Regions from separate parts of the Mus musculus genome. Here region 2 is linked to region 1. A link is a contact called in public Hi-C data. All regions are on one chromosome and are shown on one strand. The core of a region is the stretch at or near the end of the contact, and the rest is flanking DNA. Distances in the headings are between cores, read along the strand shown. Region 1 has its middle 47 kb from the start of Gm33078. Region 2 holds the start of Zfp672 (zinc finger protein 672).

The links. Hi-C and Micro-C count contacts between places; a contact is called where the count stands out from the background.
Region 2: a contact with region 1 is called in a Hi-C map of regulatory T cells, with 4 times the contacts expected there. The contact joins the promoter of Zfp672 here to the enhancer-like site in region 1. A contact is called at or near these places in 3 of 39 promoter capture datasets (the HPC-7 cell line, erythroid cells and pre-B cells), 11 of 484 Hi-C or Micro-C datasets (B cells, CD4 T cells, CD8 T cells and 6 more), 6 of 115 datasets of contacts at active chromatin or transcription factors (bone marrow-derived macrophages, effector CD8 T cells, embryonic stem cells and 3 more) and 2 of 9 other capture datasets (adipose tissue and liver).

Annotation. Positions count from the first base shown.
Region 1 is chr11:57,956,999-57,960,003 of GRCm38.p6, forward strand. No RefSeq gene overlaps it. Among named protein-coding and RNA genes, the nearest start is that of Gm33078, 47 kb to the left of the region's middle. Within about 2 kb of position 1,488, at least 55 of the 459 cell types and tissues checked have an H3K27ac peak or open chromatin away from gene starts, as enhancers often do. A contact at or near this core is called in B cells, CD8 T cells, the G1E-ER4 cell line and 4 more, where this site is marked.
Region 2 is chr11:58,321,738-58,324,742 of GRCm38.p6, forward strand. It overlaps Zfp672 (zinc finger protein 672), which reads right to left and starts at 1,628. Exons shown (of 4, transcript NM_001256516.1): 1 at 1,533-1,628; 2 at 832-992.

The DNA.
Region 1 (3,005 bases), core at 238-2,737:
CTCACACATCTGCCTGCCTCTGCCTCCCGTGCAGAGATTAAAGGTGTGTGCCACCACGCCCGGCTATTTGTTTGTTTCTTTTGTTCAGACAGGACTCCAGTTTGCTGTGTAGCCAAGAGCGACCTTGAACTGCTGATCCTCCTGCCTCTGTCTCCCTAGTTAAAGAACAGTAGGTTTGTCCAGATAACACATTCCTTTCGACACCTTCACTATTCCTATGTGGGTAAGCCTTCCTTTGTTTTACTAATTAGCTTTATTGCCGTATAAGTCACATACAATAAAACCTACCTATCTTAAGGGCACTCAGTGTGCTGGGCAGTGGTGGCACACACCTTAGATCCTCCTGCCTCTGCCTCACTACTGATGGGATTAAAATAATCGTGGCGAGATGCCTCGATTCAGCAGGTGAAGGCACTTGCCGCCAAGCCCGATGACCTGGATTTGATCCTTAGAACCTGCATGGTAGAAAAGAACCAACTTCCTCACACTTTTCTCTGACCTCAATTTGCCCAGGCGCAAACCGGCCCACACTACAATGAATAAGTGAATGAATAAATACAAAACTACAGATGAGCTGGGCGTGGTGGCGCACGCCTTTAATCCCTGCACTCGGAAGGCAGAGACAGGCAGATTTCTGAGTTCGAGGCCAGCCTGGTCTACAGAGTGAGTTCCAGGACAGCCAGGGCTATACAGAGAAACCCTGTCTCAAAAAAACAAAACAAACAAACAACAAAAAAAAACTACACATGAGCCGAGCTGACCACCTGGCTAGGAATGCGGAGGTGACCTGAACCAAATGCTTCTCTTCTGGTGACACACGGTACAGTATTCCACTCCGGTGACTCCAAGTCTCTCTTGGCTCCCCCACCCACCCCCTCCCACCCTCACGTGTGTCACATTGGCCTCTGCCTAGGAAGTGGCGTGACTGCATGTAGGGTGTTCTCTGAGGCCAAAACAGTCTTATGTAATCACACCTGAAAATGTAAGTTTTCATCAAACCATTTCTGGTTCTGGGACTCAGCCTGCGATAAGAGGAAGAGAACATGTGATCCTTGGATCCTTCATTTAAATGGGTGGTGTGGGGTGTTTCGAGAAGACCTCTCCAAAGAAGAGATGCTGTCTCAAGATGGAAAAGGATGAGCAAGCCTTAGTATGAGAAAGAGTATCCTCCGAGGAGGAACAAATAGATGGTCTGGAAAGTCTCAAGGTAACCCAGGCTGGCCTTGAACTTGTTACGTTGCTAAGGAAACTTTGAACTACCGACTCTCCTGCCTCCTCCAAGATGCTATGACTCTTAAGAGTTCATAACCACACCTGATGGGATTTTTTGTCTTTATTTTAAGAATGTGGTAGAGCCACTACACGGTTCTCTTACACAGGGCGTGACCACACGTTCTTTCTTCTGGTCATTCAGGGTTAGGGAAGGGTGAGCTGTGGAGGCAGGTGCCGGAAGCAGCAGGAAACAGTAGAGGGAGGCTGTTGTAATCACCTAAGAGGGCCACAGCTGTGAGTGCCTGCTATGATCAGGGGAAGCACAGAGCTTAGCGACTGAGTGAAAGGAACAGGGCTTCCTCCTTCACCAGAAGAACTCAAAGCTGTCTGAAAAGGTAGTCACAGAACTGTACAGCTGACAGTGACCACAGAGGTCATTTTCCAGTTTTGGGGGAACCGTATTCCAAAGAGGGTCCTGAACTCACCCCCACCCTGGCGAAAAACTGGAACTGGGGCATGAATTCAATGAACTCAAATAGGAAGAGACCAAGGTGGCCCCCATCCCAGCACTCCAGGGAGGCTTCCTGGAAGAGGTGGAGCAGATCAGCATCAAGATCTGATAGTGCTGATGGGTGTGGTTCACTATCTGCTGGCTGCTGGCAAGAGAGTCACCGGTTCTAGACCAGCATGGGCATCGGGATTAAAACCCTGACTAAGGGCCAGAGAGACAGCTCAAAGGGTAAAGATGCTTGTCTCACAGTCTGGTGATCTGAATTTGATCCCCAGGACCCACATACACTTGGAGAGAACAAACTCTATAAAAGTTAACCTCTGCTGGGCAGTGGTGGCACACACCGTTGACCCAGCACTTGGGAGGCAGAGGCAGGTGAATTTCTAACTTTGAGGCCAGCCTGGTCTACAGTGTGAGTTCCAGGACAGCCAGGGCTATACAGAGAAACCCTGTGTCATGGTTTGTATATTTTTGGACCAGGGAGTGGCACCATTTGGAGGTGTGGCCTTGTTGAAATAGGTGTGACCTGGTTGGAGTAGGTGTGTCACTGTGGGTGTGGGCTTAAGACCCTCACCTTAGTTGCCTGGAATCAGTCTTCCACTAGCAGCCTTTGGATGAAGACATAGAACTCTCAGCTCTGCCTGTGCCACGCCTGCCTGGATGCTGCCATGCTTCCACCTTGATGTTAATGGACTGGACCTCTGAACCTGTAAGCCAGCCCCAATTAAATGTTTTTTATAAGACTTGCCTTGGTCATGGTGTCTGTTCACAGCAGTAACTAAGACACCCTGTCTCAAAAAGAAAAAAAAAAAAAAGTTAACCTCTGACCTCCACTTGTGCACCTTGGCACATGTACCCACACACATGCATCATGCACACACACACAATAATCACTGGTCCCTTGTACAAAGTCATCAATACTTTAGTTCCCAAGTAGAAGCTATCTCTCCCAGTCTTTTTCCTGAGGCCTTGTGCAAAGCAGGGTGGGCAGGATCCAGTCCCTAGGAGCAACTCCGAAAGGCTGGGCAAAGAGAGCCACAGGAAAGAGCGCAAGCCAGGTGCATCATGGTCCCTGTATCTGTGGCTTTGGGCTTTCACATCTTACCTGCTCTTCTCAGTATGGGAGCCCACGGGGTCAGCAAAATAGAGCAGAAACAATGCCTGGTAGCTCTAGTGTCGCAAGGATTTGGTAGAGTGAGGACTTTTTTTATAGAGTGGAAATACTTTGTGGTAGCCAGCAAGCTTACCAACTCCATAAAAATCACCAAATCTAGACAAATAA
Region 2 (3,005 bases), core at 378-2,877, 360 kb after region 1:
CTAAGATCCTTAAGACTATAGTCATTTAGGAGACTATTATCTTCTACTCACTCAGCAGCTAAGTTGCTCACTAGATAGCATCTAACACCTATAGCATGGGCTGGTAAGATGTCTCTGTGATTTTAAGAGAGCTTGCTGTTCTTGCAAAGGACCAAACTTTGGCTGATTCTCAGCATCAATGTAGGGTGGCTCACAAGTGCCTGTGACTGAAGCTCCAGGGGACCTGTTGCTTTCTTCTGACCTCCATGGTTGAGTGCACTCAGACACATGCCCAAACACATATACATAGATAAATCTTAAACCCAAACCAGGCCTCCCACCTCTTTTGTTGGCAGAGTTTTCTCATCTGCTACCTGTACTGTAGGTCATACTTTCTTTGGGGATGAGGTATCATGTAGCTTCAAGTTGTCCTCAATCTTGCTACCTGAATTATGGAGGCTAATAACATGATACAGGAATTTGTTCCTTAAGATTTTGTTTATAAAAACAAAGCACAACACCCTAAAGGCTCTCCCAAAGATCACCTTCCTGTGTACCCAGTCTCATCTCACAGCACCCCGGCACAGTAGTGCAAGCATCCGAGGCAGAGGCGGGAAGTCTGGTAGGGGTGATACATTTATTTTGGATATCTTTATTTTTAATCACCTTAACAGTCATTTACCTCTCATCTCTTTAACAGACTTTTGTACCATCAGGTAAAGCTTTTGGAAGACATTAACTTAAACCACTAACCTCCACTAACCTGAAAGCTAAGACTATAATTACATAGCATCTAAAACTTATAGCAATTTCCCCCCAATTCTGCTGTAGCCTGCATACATCTCACATTACCTTTGGGGAGCTTCGTTTTATGTTGACAAACCTGCTTAGAGGATCCAGAAAGGCAAGCATCCAATTCCTAGTTCTTCCATGACTAATTGTGTGACCTTGAGGACTTAAGTTGCCTGTACCTGCAGCCTGGGATAACTCAATACAGGAAACCATAACAGTTTCTATGAAGAGAGAAAGGTCAAAGCAGTCATAAACCTGAGAACTGAAGTTGTGCGGTACTTGCGATTTACTCTGCAGGACCGCTCTTACTTAGGCAGAGCCTGACTGAGGCAGGGGCATAACTTACTGGCCGACTTCTAGCACACTACAGCCTGCCAGGTCTTTCTGGCTTTTTCGCTCCGCCCCAGGAATCCTTTCCCACCGCGATGGCACGCACACCCCGGCCTGCCTTAACCACAGGCGGGCGCCGGCGCCCCAGTGACGCGAGCCTGCGGGGCGCTGAGGCAAGACACACGCTTCCTCGGGTCTCCTGAAGCTGTCACTACCGGCCACAGGCTGTCATCGCCCCTTGGCCCGCTCCGTCAGGCGGGCAACTTCCCCGGTGTGAGGCTGGACAGCACCGCCGGCCTGGAGCAACCTGCGCAGGCGCGTTGGCCCGCCGCCCTCCGGTCCAGGTCCCTCGACCCGGTATTGAGAGGAGACGGCAGCGGCCGAGGGCCGCGGCCCCGCCCGCCCTGCCTTGAGGCCCTCAGCCCTCTCACCAGTCTTCGGAGGGCCGCTCCGAGCCGCGTTCACCTCAAAGCGTTGCGGACAGCGCTGGCCTCAGGGCGCGGAGGAAGGGGCGGGCGCAGTGCAGGGCGGGGCCAGGAGACAGCACGCTGATTGGCCCACTCTGTCCGCAGGGTTACTGGGGCATCTAGCCCGCGCAAGCGCACTATTGACCTGCCCTGGCAGAGGGCGGAGTTGACATGGTGTGCCCACAGTGTCACAGGGCAGGTTTAGCTAACCTGTCTCTCCGTTCGGGTGTCCACGCGTGGGCCCTTCTGCTACTGAGAGCAAAGGGCTGTGAGCCCAGTGCCACCTTGAGCTGAGTCAGGGCCGTATAGACCACTCGAGGGAGACCAGTAGCACCCATCCGTCGCCATGTTAATGTATTTCTAAACTGCGAGGCCAGACCAGATGCTCACTGTCTTGATTAATCTTCCCCATAGATTAATGACCTGTCCAGCATTGCCAGGGACGGCGGTAGTCCTGTTCTGCTGACCAGATGCCTTCCGGTGTGAATGGAGACGGCTCCCAACCTTTCAGAGCAAGGGCTTCTAACCAGCGCTTGCAGCATAGAACGCCCAACTCAAAACCGTAAACCTGCTGGGGATGTAGCTCAATTGACAGATTGCTGGACGAGCCGAGACCCAGAGTTTATTTACAAGTACCACACGAAACAGATCGGTGGGACGCAGACTCGCTGGACGCAGTGGGAGCAGGAATTCAGCCAGCATAGACCCTGAGTCCGTGTTGGTTAGTTTTGTCTATTTGAAAGGATATCAAAACACCTGAGAATACAGTCTCAACGAGAATTATATGGGTTGAGTTGACCCATGGTTAACATTTTCATGATTGGGTTAAGTGAGGTGGAAGGCCCACTCCGAATGTGGGAGGTACCATGTCATGGATTAGGTTCTGCACTGTTCTGAGTGTTGGGAGGCGACAGAGAGCAAGCGTCAAGCACCCATTAGCTCTTTGTTCATGACTATGGGATGTGGAGCAAGCACCTGTACTGCTGCTGAGACTCCTCTATAGTAATGGACTATCACCTAGAGTTGGAAGCTAAAATAGTCTTGCTTCATTTAGTTGCTCTGTCAGGGTGTTTTACTAAAGCAACAGACATGAAACTACCTGTCAAGACCATTATTGAAATAAAAGAGTAACATTAAAAAAAAGTTTGTGTATGACTTAATTTTGTAAGATATATAAATATATTTAATCATTTGACTTTATAATACATACTGGGAACTGATAGTATCTTCAAGTTACCTTTTAAAAATTTACATCACAATATCAGCCCCCTCCTCCCAGTACCCTTTGCACGAAGATCCTCCTCCCATCCCCCTTCCCTTCTGAGTGACTTATTTTGTAACAACTTCACAGTTGTTTACTTTTTAGATGACAACAGACTGAAATGTCACACAAATATATTTGTATATACACATAGGTTCAGCTTTATGGTGGTTTCC